2 separate regions of the Sus scrofa genome follow, and region 2 is linked to region 1. A link is a contact called in public HiChIP or PLAC-seq data. All regions are on one chromosome and are shown on one strand. The core of a region is the stretch at or near the end of the contact, and the rest is flanking DNA. Distances in the headings are between cores, read along the strand shown.

The links. HiChIP or PLAC-seq counts read pairs in DNA pulled down with a chosen protein or histone mark.
Region 2: a contact with region 1 is called in an H3K27ac HiChIP or PLAC-seq map of alveolar macrophages. The contact joins the promoter of BBS10 here to the enhancer-like site in region 1. A contact is called at or near these places in 3 of 5 promoter capture datasets (fetal liver, fetal skeletal muscle and liver), 8 of 47 Hi-C or Micro-C datasets (brain, embryonic fibroblasts, heart right ventricle and 5 more) and 1 of 2 datasets of contacts at active chromatin or transcription factors (alveolar macrophages).

Annotation. Positions count from the first base shown.
Region 1 is chr5:38,950,151-38,956,483 of Sscrofa11.1, reverse strand. No RefSeq gene overlaps it. Among named protein-coding and RNA genes, the nearest start is that of KRR1, 130 kb to the right of the region's middle. Within about 2 kb of position 2,728, at least 21 of the 83 cell types and tissues checked have an H3K27ac peak or open chromatin away from gene starts, as enhancers often do. A contact at or near this core is called in alveolar macrophages, where this site is marked.
Region 2 is chr5:39,563,581-39,569,913 of Sscrofa11.1, reverse strand. BBS10 (Bardet-Biedl syndrome 10 protein) reads left to right here and starts at 3,564. Exons shown (of 2, transcript XM_003481665.4): 1 at 3,564-3,834; 2 at 4,265-6,333. The coding sequence starts at 3,650. The coding sequence ends at 6,245. OSBPL8 (oxysterol-binding protein-related protein 8) reads left to right here. Exons shown (of 23, transcript XM_005655647.3): 23 at 1-1,773.

The DNA of each region.
Region 1 (6,333 bases), core at 1,479-3,978:
AGGTCCCCATTAGATGATGAAGTCCAGCCTTTGGGTCTCCTGGGTTTAAACTTTTTGTGTGTCTTATAACTGGGAGGAAATGAAGATATTAGTGGGACCTAATGTCCTTTTTGCTTCTTAAAAAGAAAAAATAAGCACTGTCTTATATTAACACAATTCTGTAATATATTTGGTGGGTCATAGGGCCATGGAACTTTCAAATCCCAGAGTTCTCCCTGCCCAACCCTTTCTCTGACACATAATTTCTTGAATGTCATTTGTTCTAAGAGGTTGTCTGGCCTCTGCTTCCATATTTAAAATGATAGGAAACACAACTTATTGAAGCAACACATTTCACTTGTATGTGCTTTTACCTATATGTTCTTCTCTTGTAAATACAAAGTTGGGATCACAGCATATATGCATATATTTTATAGTCTTCTTTTTGCAATTGACATGCCATAGACACTTTTCATATTGATACAAAACCTCCATTATGGCAATTATAAATGGCTTCATATAGTGTATAATTTCCCTAGTCAAAATGTAAATGGAGTTCACATTGTGGCTTAGCTAACAAACCCGACTAGTATCAGTGAGGATGTGGGTTCAATTCCTGAAGGATCTAGCATTGCCATGAGCTGCAGAGTAGGTCGCAGACATGGCTTGGATCTTGTATAGCTGTGGCTGTGGTGTAGGCCAGCACTGCAGCTCTAGTTCAACGCTTAGGCTGGGAACCTCCATATGCTGTGGGTGTGGTCCTAAAGAAAAGAGGGTGGGGGATGTATATAACCATGCCTTAACTTTTTTTCATTTTTAAAAATAGAATTAAATCTATTTTGGTTTGCACAGTTTGGTTATTAGACCATAACGAGATCAAGATTTAACTTGCATTTCCTGGCTCTAACTGTATCTTCTAGAATGACATTGGAGAAATCTAATCCCTCTTCCATGAGACAGTTTTCAGTGCTTAAAAAAAAAAAAAAAAAACTATCATGTTCCTCTTAAAAATTGTCTTTTCCAAAGTAAACATCCTCAGCAATTTCAATCGTTCCTCACAAGTTGTGGTTTCCAGACCCTTCACAAGATTGTTTGTTCTCCTCTGGATAAGCTCCAATTTGTCAATGTCCTCTATAAAGCATGGTGCCAGAATTAATTGCCATAATAACAATAACCATAATAATAATAACCACCATTTATTAAGTTGCACAGTGTTCCAGGAACTAGGCTAAAAGCTTAGCTCATTTAATCCTCACAAAACCCTCTAATGTATGTGTTATTATCCTTATTTTTTTAAATAAGGAAACCAGTTTTAGTATGTTAAGTAATATGTCCAAGGTCACACAAATAGAAAGTACAGAGCTAAGATTAAAATATGCTCTGTGTTCTGAACAACTTTATAATGCTCCAGAATTTTCCAACCTTGTAAAATTTAGGACCTAGATTTTAAGCTTTTGTGAGAACGTCTTAAGACTTCATTATCTTGTTTGCTGATTTCATGTTTATGAAAAGTGTGACAGAGCTCAGTTCTCCCAGGACAGGCTTAAAAACACTAATTCATTCATTTGTCAAATACTTATTGAGTGTCTACTTCCCACCAAGCCCTGTTTCAGAAGGTGACAATCTAGAGCTAAACAAGGTAGACAAAGATCCTATATTCACAAGGCTGACATTCCTTTGGGGGAGACAGACATTCTATAAGTAAACAAAGATGGTGTTGGGTGGTATAAAGAAAAGACAGAGTAATGTGCTAGAGAGTAATTGCATTGGGGTCTGAGGGAAAGACAAGATGAGACTTGGCTATCAGAGGAGGCTTTTTGGTGACAAGCAGCCTTAGACCTGAATGATGAGAAGGAACCAGACAAATAAGGACCTGAGGATCTGCAGGAAGAACATTCAGGCTTAAGAAATGGCAAGGGCAAAGGTCCTGGAAACAGAAGAAGCTTAGTGAGTTCCTGAAACACAAAATGACCTATGTGGCTAAAAGCAGTGTGAACGATGGAAGAGTGGAAGGGGATAACTATAACTTCAGACACACAGGCAAGGCTAGATCACATAGGGTCTTTAGGCCTGCAAAGGATTTGGGGTTGTTGGTTCTTTTTTTCCCCCAAGTGTAATGGGAACCCCATGTTGAGTTTTATGAAAAGCAGCCTCATCTAATTAATCTTTTAAAAGGATGACATCACTGCTGTGTAAAGAACAGATTTTAGGAGGCAAAAATGAAAGCAAAGCAATGAGTTAGAAAGCCGGCGATTCCACTGTCCTGGTAAGAAACACTTGTGGTTCAGATCAGGTGGTAGCTGGCCCAAAGGTGACTTAGATCACTGGAGGGAAATGGATGAGTTCAGGAAAATGGAAGAGGAGTGGACAAAAATTTCTGGTAAATCAAGTGTGGTAAGAGATAGAAATTGGTTTAACTCTTGGATTTGGGGGCTGATGGGAATGTTGTACATACTTGTTACATATACAGGTATATACAGGTATGTACATAGACCTCTATACACATTATACAGGCCGTTTACATATATTAACTAATTACTAATTACAAATATTAATTGCCAGAGTCCTATGAGGTAGCAGGTATTTCCTGAAACTATTTCTGACAAAGAACCTGAGATTTAGAGAGGTTAAACAACTTGATTCTGGTCATGTAGGTAGTAAATTGGGAAGCCAAGATTTGCACCCAGGTGTGCCAGGCATCAAAAGCAGTGCGCTTTCTCCTATGCGACAGCGCCACCCCCGGAGCGCTGATGGAGACTGCAGCTTGCCTGCGCGGTGAGAGAGAAAGAATTCCGCAGCTGAACACGGAGTCACATGTGAGGACATGTTCTGTTATCAAAGGACACATGTTGCCAGGCCTCCCTTTGGTTCCTTGAAGGGCTATTTTCCATTTTTGGAATCTTCTGTCTTGGAGATGTGAGCACGTGGGGTGGAGTCAGAAGTACATGAAATGATTAAGCAGATGGAGAAAATGACTTCCGAGAAATGACGAAAAGATTGCAGCTCTGCTCAGTGATGACTAAAGAGCCCATCAGTCTGTAAATATTTCATTGGTGGAAACTCAGGAAGAGAGGATTTTTCTTTTTTTCCAGAAAGTAGAGCAGAATTGTATGAAGGGACAGGAAAAGTGTAGAATCCCTAAATCTGATCTTAACTTTATGACGTTAGTAGCTTATAATGACTCTGTGTCTAAACATTCTCATCTTAAAGGAATGAGCTAAGATTGAGGTCATTTCTCCAGAAAGGCATCAAAATCCACAGAAAATACTTCTTCCTTTTATTGATTGATTGATAAATATTTATTAGCCCTCTACTTTACAAGAAGAGGATTTGGGGTATAGTATAGGTGTCCATTTCACATATTTTAAATTTACAGTGAAACTTTTTTTTTTTAATGAGACAGCTATTATGACAATTCCTCCACAGTAATCGTCTGTCTGCCATCAGAATTTATTCCTACACTGAAGCATATTAACTATCGTCATGTGCCAGAGTCTTAAAGGAGTCAGCAGAGGAAGGGTAATGCTGGTACCAAGGATCTCTATTGTCTGAATCATGCTACGCTCTAAAGAATGGGGAGGCTTAAGTTTCAAACACAGGCTGGAGATTTCCTTGCATTTGCCACAATGTACGTTTGTCTGCACATTTGTTAGTGAAATGAGAGAACACGGCTGCTTGATAACAGAAACAACTGTCCAATACACTGCATACATTATCTCCCCAAGTACAGTATGAAAATTATATCCATCAGGCTGCGAAGTCAGAGAACCTCAGTTTATCAGCTACTTCTGGGCTATATGCAAAAGCTAAAGCCACTGAGGGAAAGGCTTCTTGAAAAACACAACTGTCCTTTTCAGATATTTTTGAAATCTCATATTCTTTTTCTGATGTTTTTGGCCCTCTGCTCTTGCATGGTTGGGAGGCCATCCTGAGGCCCGAAGGTTAAAGAGGAATCCAAGTGGATGTGCCGTCTTAATGGACTTTGAATGTGCTCCAGAATGCCACTTTTTCAGTGTTGCTTTTACAAGTTACACCTGAAAAAAATGGGCCTGAGTCCAGTAGGAAGGACATAATATTTTCCTGAATATGCAAAAAAGGAGTGGGGTGTAGTCTCTATTCCTGTGGGCTCTGGGCAGCCTAGTGGGTAAATGAGCATTTATTTCCTGTATACCATCTTTGAGTTGAAAATGAGTCACATACTCATGAAAAGACTGGTAGTATCTTCTTTTGTCTAGCTCTGTATCCTTTTGTGGTACTCAATTTGTCTTAATGGGAATCTTGATTGTTTCTCTTTTGAGACAAGTTATTAGAATTTATTTTTAATCTGGAACAGGATTCATTTAAATATATTGTCCTTGATGTATAACTTGATTCACAAGCAGTATATAAAATTACAGGAATTTTCTGTGAAAGAAAATCTCTTAGGTTCATATAATCATCTAGAAGCATAGCTTGGTTCCCAGGTGTTTTGACTAGTTTACTTTGAAAATTATAGTCAGTATAATGATTGTTGACTGTCTGCTCAGTACCAGCCACTGTGCTGTGTTTTTTATAGACTATTTCTAGTCCGTACAACATATCAAAATGCAGGTAACAATAGCCCCTTCTTATAGCAAAGGAATATAAGGGTCAGAGAGATGAAGTAACTTGCCAAAAGTCACAAAGCTGGTTGTTGATTGTATTTGGCTTTGTACCACTTCTGTTCATTCTGTTCCCTTATGACACTCTGCCTCTTTGAAAAAGTCATTTGATGACAAGTTTGCCCCCAATTCTTATTAGAAAAAGGAAGGTCATAATGTAGAAGATTAACAATAATATCCCTCCCGCATTTTTATATTTTGTAGATCAGAAACCATTTCTGTTTTTTCCCAGTTATACAAAGAGACTCTTTTGGGTACTTGGAATAATCTCCATGATTTAGGGGACCTTAATATTAGTCCTGTTTTATCCAGCTCTTGCTGGTTTTGGCCTTGAATCTCCCAGGCCCCATAAGTCTGAGAGTATTCTAGGGTATACATCCCTGTGTAATTGGAGAGCATGGGGATCAGCATATGGATCTGATTCTGATGTAGGCTTGCAGGAGAATTTTCAGACTCCTGGAAGAAGGGGAAGTAACACCAGAACAATAAACTTAATGGAGGAAATAAAAGGAATTTATCAAAAGGAAAACATCTGAAAAGTGTCAGCAGAGTCTGTGGTCCCTAACATTACTGCTGGACTGTCTGCAATTGTAAACCATTATTTCAGAAAAAGCTACTGAGTGGCCAGCATGTTAGGGGCAGGAATGAAGAGTTACACAGTTTCTGGTATTAAGGGCAGTTCAGACACCTTTCCCTCATTTCCTCTTGAAAATCAGAGGAGGACATGCTTCTGAGGTATTTACCGTTTAAGTTCCAGACTTTTGCTATGTATTCATTTAGACTTTCTTTTTGTTCTATTAGCTCTAGTTCTATGTACATACAATAGCGGAGCCACTGAGGGTATGGGGCAAACACCTGTTTGTGGCATTGTGGGAGAGCAACATCTCCAGTCCGAGGGTATCACACGACTCTGATTTGACTGGTTTCTTACATACGTTGACTTAGATTCTAGACATTTTTCTTAACTGATCTACAGAATATCTAACAGCACCCCCCACCACCACCGCCAAGTCACATCTGAACAGTCAAGACAAATTTACCAAAGAAGGCTGTTCATGGCCATGTGATAATCTATGCCTGATGTGTGGATTAACTAGCAGTTTAGTTTATGTTGATCTCCCCTGCATTTCTTCAGATGCAAACTGGAGTGAACTTCCTATTACCCATTTTCTATTTTTACAACTTGGCATTACTTCTTCTAGCTCCCATATCTGATCGGGAGGAGATGCCAGGCTGGCACAGCAGCTGATGCAATGGCCAGAGCCTCTGCTCACCAGGAAACGATGAATTCCTTTCCATAACTGTCAGATAGGGAAAGGGCAGGGTCATGCTGGGCAGGTCCTAGCTCATTCCTCCCCAGCTGGCCCTGCCTTCCTTGCCAATAACAAAGCCTCTTCCCTTCCTCATTTGCCACATTTACATCTCCTTCAGAGGCACTTCTGCTGAAAGACACCTGTGTCACTTTCATTGGCTACTCCAGCCCTCTCTGAGTTTTTATTTCTCTAGTTTCAGTGGCCTGTTTTGCCAGGTTCCCCTTTCAAAGGACACGTTGAAGTTTGTCTCAATTATAATGCATTCGGTCACCAATATCAGAAAACACAGTTCAAACTGGCTTTAGCCATAAAAAAGAGTTATGGGCTCACAAAACTGGGAATCAGTCTGAAAGTATGTAGGTATCAGGATTGGTCTGATCCAGGCATACATACACATAATG
Region 2 (6,333 bases), core at 2,315-4,814, 610 kb before region 1:
ATTCATAGAAATTGTGATAGTTCCCAACTGTCTGAGAGCCTCATGATGATTTCTAAGATTTAAGACCTATGACCAGTTTTTTTCAGCTGCTCAAAAATTTTATTTTTTCACTTGAAAATTTAAATGAGTAACAATTTTTGACATGTGCATTTCTGTTTTAGTTGTTAACTATGCCTTCAGTTATCCACCCTTTAGTGAGATATAGCTGGCTGAGGAAGACAATAAATAGGGCACATGAAATGTGTCAGCAATAGATATTTTACTTGTATTTTATGTCAGTACTCTTTTTATTACTTATAAAGGTACAGTGTAATCTTTGTCACCATTCCATTGAAAAAGTTGGCCTTGTAAAAATACAACCCTCATTTAGTATTCATGCTTTTGTGCCTTTAAGAAAATACTTTTTGTTATTTTTGTGTTACAGAACTATAATATGATTCAAAGTGTTTATAGGCTTGTCATAAAAGGGTCATTTCTATAGGCTTAATTGTCCTAAAAGGGTCATTTCTCTGTGTCACTTTATTTCCTTTTATATAGCTATAGTATATTTAAACAGTAATGCTGTACTTTTATAAGGGTTTGTCTATTTACCTATCTCAAATATATTCTTCACTTTCAGACATCGTTGAAGTAGACTTGTCAGATTATTCTGAGTATTGTAAACAGTGCCTTTTCAATGGAATTCACACTGTTTTAGGGTGTCAACTCGTGCCATAAACACAAAATTATGTGGAAGGCAGTTTTAACTTTTTGAAGAATATCTTAGTCAAATATTTAAGGAAACAAAAGTATAAAATTCTGTTTTTTCCATTGTTTAGCATTTCTAGTGAGCAATGAATACATTTGGAAGACTTTTTTGTTTGACATAGTGATAATGGCATGATGATGAGCCATTTATGACTCTGCAGATTATTTTGAATTATGTTAAATGTATAGAAATAAAATATTATTAGCATTTATACCAAATTTTCCAATTTGAACCATTGGTGGAAGGGGGAGGGAGGATCCCCACACAAATCACTAAGCTTACATTTCCACTTATTTGACTGTGTGATAAAGAGGTTCTTTAAAATGTATAACCTGCCACTTTTATGTAATTTGGTTTCATTTTGTTCACCTACCGTGTAAATTTAGTATATTTAACTTACTTTTTGTTACTCTTAACATATTGTTGGCTTTGTTACAGTTTTTAATTGAAGATGGACTGTTAAAATTGTATAGGACCAGTGTCTCCTTAATATGATTAACATATTTAGAAGAGCCACAAGAAACCCATGACAAAATGAATGTGAATATACTTTCTAAAATATTTAGAAGATTTCTTTCCACATTTATCATGTAAAATTACTTTAGTATTACATACAATATTGAAATTTATTTAAAGAAAAAAATGCCATGAAACATTTGAACTGATGAGCAACAGAACGTCAGTTGAAAATTTTCACTTTTTAGCATGCTGACTGTAAATCTAAGTTAAATATCCTATTTAAAGGCCATTTATAAATTCAAACACTACCACTGGTCAGTTTTATAAAATAGAATAAAATATGTTATCTGCGGTGTAAGTACAGCACACTGTCAAATTCTTTTCCTTAAGGTGCACAGTAAATGTACAGATAGTCATAGGCAACTGTTTTGTAATGTATTAACTACATTTTTAATCTGTTATTCCTAATCTATTGTTTGCAGAGATAAAACAATTGAATTTTTCTAATCTGTAAGATGATGCTAACTTCAACAAGTAGGCATTCTAAATAAAATTTTTAAAAAAAATCAAACTGTAACAAAATGACTTTGAATATAACATATGGTGATTAAATTACTTAATTTTTTACTTAAAAATAATTTGGGGGGGAGTAGTTGTGAAGGATGCTGAAGGGCTTGGAAGGGATTTAATAGGTAGATTCCCTAATGTATGCTTTACCCAATGCTCTAGATTCATTCTTCTTGAATATTCACAATGACTTTCAGGTAAGTGGGGATTAGATTTTATAGATGAAGAATCTGAGGCTCAGAGAAGTTAAAATGATTCCAAAAGCTGTATCATAAGACTGGGTTGAGCCCAGGTTTGAGTCTATGTCTGACTTCACTGTCCATTCTCTTTCCACTGGGTACTTTAATACAACTCCGATCAAAACACCTGACTTTAAATGCTTGACTTTAAACACACTGATCAAATCTGTGTACTGAGTAACTCATTTGTAATGTGTAAGAAAAAAAGAACCTTGCTATTACACAAGCTTATGTACAAAACCCCTCAAATTATCTACTAGTCTATGAGTCAATATCACACAGGTTCCAAGAAATCACTCCTCTCTAGTTTTCCTCTTTTCATCCATTATCCTCCCCTCCCACATTTGCTCTCCTCAGGATCTGGTTGCTCCTGGTTAATAGTCAGTTGGTTCTGTCTTATTAGGGAAAAGGGGAGGTTTCTCCTGTCCTATGTATGGGAATAAGAGGTAGGGAAAACAGATCCTCACTGTTCAATCTCAATGAAACATCTATAGTGTAAATAATTTTCTTAATAATATTGACCACACTCTAATAGGTGTCCTGTGTTATGATAATCGACCCTTTTGCACCTTAAAAAACATCCCTTTCTTACGGAGATAGTGAACCCCTTCAGTGATGGCACGGCACAGCAGTTTGTTGAACATACTGTTAATATTTGAGACACCAAACAAAAACAAAAAGAATGCTTTGTAAACATTCTCGCCCTCCTCAAAACTTTGAGTTTTACATATCACCATTTTTTTTGAGAAGTGGACACAAAAGAATGTCACAGATGAGTAAATGGCACAGCAAACCCAGGTCTAAATCTCAAGCCCATGTTCTTAACTATTTCATCCTTAAGAGAGAAGGTGTATCTTAGTATGCGAAACGGTATGTTCTTTCTGCTCAACAGGATTTTTTTTTTTTTTCCTGTCGTCGAATTGTGTCCAGGCATCTTGGGTCAATGCGTTTTTAAAGCATATTATTGATTACCAATGTGGCTAAGTCTTCACATACAACACTTCTGCTAAAGAAAAAGTAAATTGTGGTAACTAGGGTTTCATAGTGATACCTAAGCCCAGGTAATGTGGTAAAGCCCCCTTCTGAATGCCTGCAGCTCCTGACTGTGGCCAGGCCCTCCCCATCTGTCTTGCATCAGTAAAGAACCGCTGATGGAGTGTGTGGACATGGTATGCGCTAGTCCAAGGCAGAGGTTTTGTTACCAAACAACTTTTGTCGGGAGTTGGGAACGAGCAGAGTTCTAGCTGCAGAGCCCAGCCCCTCAAGGACCGTGTCGAGTCCTTGAGAGGAAGTTTCCTGGGAAACGGAGGGAACAGGTGGCAGCTGCAGCCTCTGGAGAATGAATTCACGTAGGGAGCTAGGGAAGGGCCTGCGGCTTTCTCTCCAGCCAGCTCTAAAGTCCCGACCTCTTCTCTGACCTCGCGCGCTACCGACGATAGCTCCTACCGGGAGAAACGCGGGTCTTTACCGCAGAGCTGGCGAAAAAATGGACGCTCGCCCAACCCAGAGGCCGCCCGGCCATGACTTCCGGCCTCCTCCCCGCCCCTTCCGCTTCCGGCTGCACCCCGCTCAGCTCCCTCCTGGATGTGTCCGGGTTCCGCTCCGGCGACCTGGAGCCGCCGGAACCTGAAAGGCTATGGCTGTTGTGGGTTCTGTGAGGGCGGCATTGCAGGTGGCCGAAGTGTTAGAAACCATCGTGAGCTGCTGCTTGGGGCCCGAAGGGCGGCAGATTCTGTGTACGAAGCCCACTGGCGAGGTGCTGCTCAGCCGGGACGGAGGCCTCCTCCTGAAGGCGCTGCATTTAGAGCATCCCATAGCCAGGTACGCTCCAGCCGGTTAGAGCATCTCGTAATCAGGTACTCACGTCCCACACTCCAGCCCATAGATGGGCATTCCAGGCCATCTCCCTGAACTTCTTGTCCCTGAGGTTATGCTCCTGAAAAAACTGACCTTAAATGAGACCACTGTACCCTCAGCGTTTGAGCGTTGCTCAAGAAAACATTCCCAGACTTAAGATCTTAACAGCTGCCGAGAACATTTCTCACTGCTTTCCCTCCAGCTCGACCCAACCCTAGAATCTTGAAATAGAACAAAGCAACCTAAAAAAGGAAAAAAGGAAAACTAAGTATATCAAAGGGACAGTATTCTCATTTTATGCCTGTAGCTGTAAAAACAAGATTTCAACTGTTATTCAGATGTAGGGAGGCAGCCTTCTGAAAATCTGAGTTGCTTTATTTCTTTTTTTGTACAGGATGATGGTGGCATGTGTTTCCAGTCATCTAAGAAAAACAGGAGATGGTGCTAAAACATTTATTATCTTTCTTTGCCACTTACTCAGAGAATTCCATGCAATCACAGACAAAGAAAAGGATTCTTTATTTTTCAAAAATATTCAAACCCATGGAAGGCATTGGAAAAATTGTTGTCAGTGGAAATTTATTTCCCAAGCTCTTCTAACATTTCAGACACAAGTATTAGACTATGTTATGGATCATTACTTAAGTAGACACTTTTTGTCCATCTTTTCTTCATCCACTAAAAAGAGAACATTGTGTAGAAGTTCTTTAGAGATGCTCTTAGAAGCATTTTTTTGTGGAAGAGTGGGAAGAAATAATCACACCTTTATTTCACAGTTGATGTGTGACTACTTTTTCAACTGTATGTCCTGTGAAAGTGAATTTGAAGAAGTATTTGAGTTAGTCGATGACTGTTTTGTTGAGTTGAAAGTTGGTGTCACCGGCCTTCCTGTTTCCGATTCCAGGATCATAGCTGGGCTTGTGCTTCACAGAGACTTTTCTGTATACTGTCCAGCAGATGGTGACATAAGAATAGTGATAGTAACTGAAACCATTCAGCCTCTTTTTTCAACTTCTGGATCAGAGTTTATTCTAAATTCAGAACAACAGTTTCAGACATCTCAGTTTTGGATTAAAGAAAAGACAAAAGCAATAGTGAAACATTTACAGAGTGAGAATGTAAGATTGCTCCTATCTAGTGTGAAGCAACCAGACTTAGTAATTTATTATGCAAGACTGAATGGCATATCCGTGGTGGAGTGTTTATCATCTGAAGAACTTTCTCTTATCCAGAAGGTCACTGGTATTGCTCCCTTTGTACTACCACAGGCCTCTTCACAGTATGAAATCTCTAATACTGCTTTGGTGAAATTTTGTAAGCCCCTTATCCTTAGATCCAAAAGGTATGTTCATCTTGGCTTGATTAGCACATGTTCATTTATACCACACTGTATAGTACTTTGTGGACCAGTGCAAGGTCTTGTTGAACAACATGAGGGTGCTCTACATGGAGCATTTAAAATGCTTCGGCAGTTATTTAAAGACCTTAATCTAAATTATGTGACACGAGCAAGTGACCAAAATTGTACATCAAGTACTAATGTTTATAAGAATAGTAGAGAAAGAAATCAGTTATCAGAAATTGTTAACAGCTCAGTTCAAAGGCCATATCAGGGCACAGTTGTAAAGAATGAAGATGAACTGGCAAAAACTCATTCATATTCAAAAGTATGTTCAAATTTGGTAGTTCCAGGTATAGAATTAGAAACATACATACCATGTTCAATACCGGAAGTGATGCCAGCAAATACATACCAGACAGATGAAACATTGAGATATTTATCTCCAGACAAAGCCAAGATAATCGATGACCATGAACCATTTATTGAGAGTGATTCTGCTAACTCAAGAACAGAAAATACTAGGATAGAAATTTCCTTTGAAAATGTACAGGTCACAAAAATTGCTGAAAAGAGGAGTATATTACCAGTGAGATATAAGTCATTAGAAATGAGTGCTTCCCAGAGTTACTGTTTCTCATGTATACCAGCTGGTTGTGTTTTGCCAGTGGGTGGTAATTTTGAGATCTTACTGCATTACTATCTTCTCAACTATGCCAAAAAATTCCAGCAATCAGAGGAAACCATGGTTAGTATCATAATAGCTAATGCACTATTAGGCATTCCCAAAACCTTGTATAAGTCTAAGAAAGGAAATAAATGTTTCCCACAAATATATACAAGAGCTCTCCATGCACTGCAAACCAATCAACCCATGGTAAGCAATCCAGCAGGTTTGGAATCAGTTGCTGGTAAATACCAGTTACTAACTTCAGTTCTTCAGTGTTTGACAAACATTTTAACCATTGATTTGGTAATCAATATTAAGAGACTACCGCAGGAAATTTATGATGAAGATTCAGAAGAAGAACTATAAAATTTGGAGTGTTTTATTAGCAAAGTTATCCAACTCAAACCATAAAACAAAGCAGGCATGTGACCACTGATTCTCAAATCAATTCAGT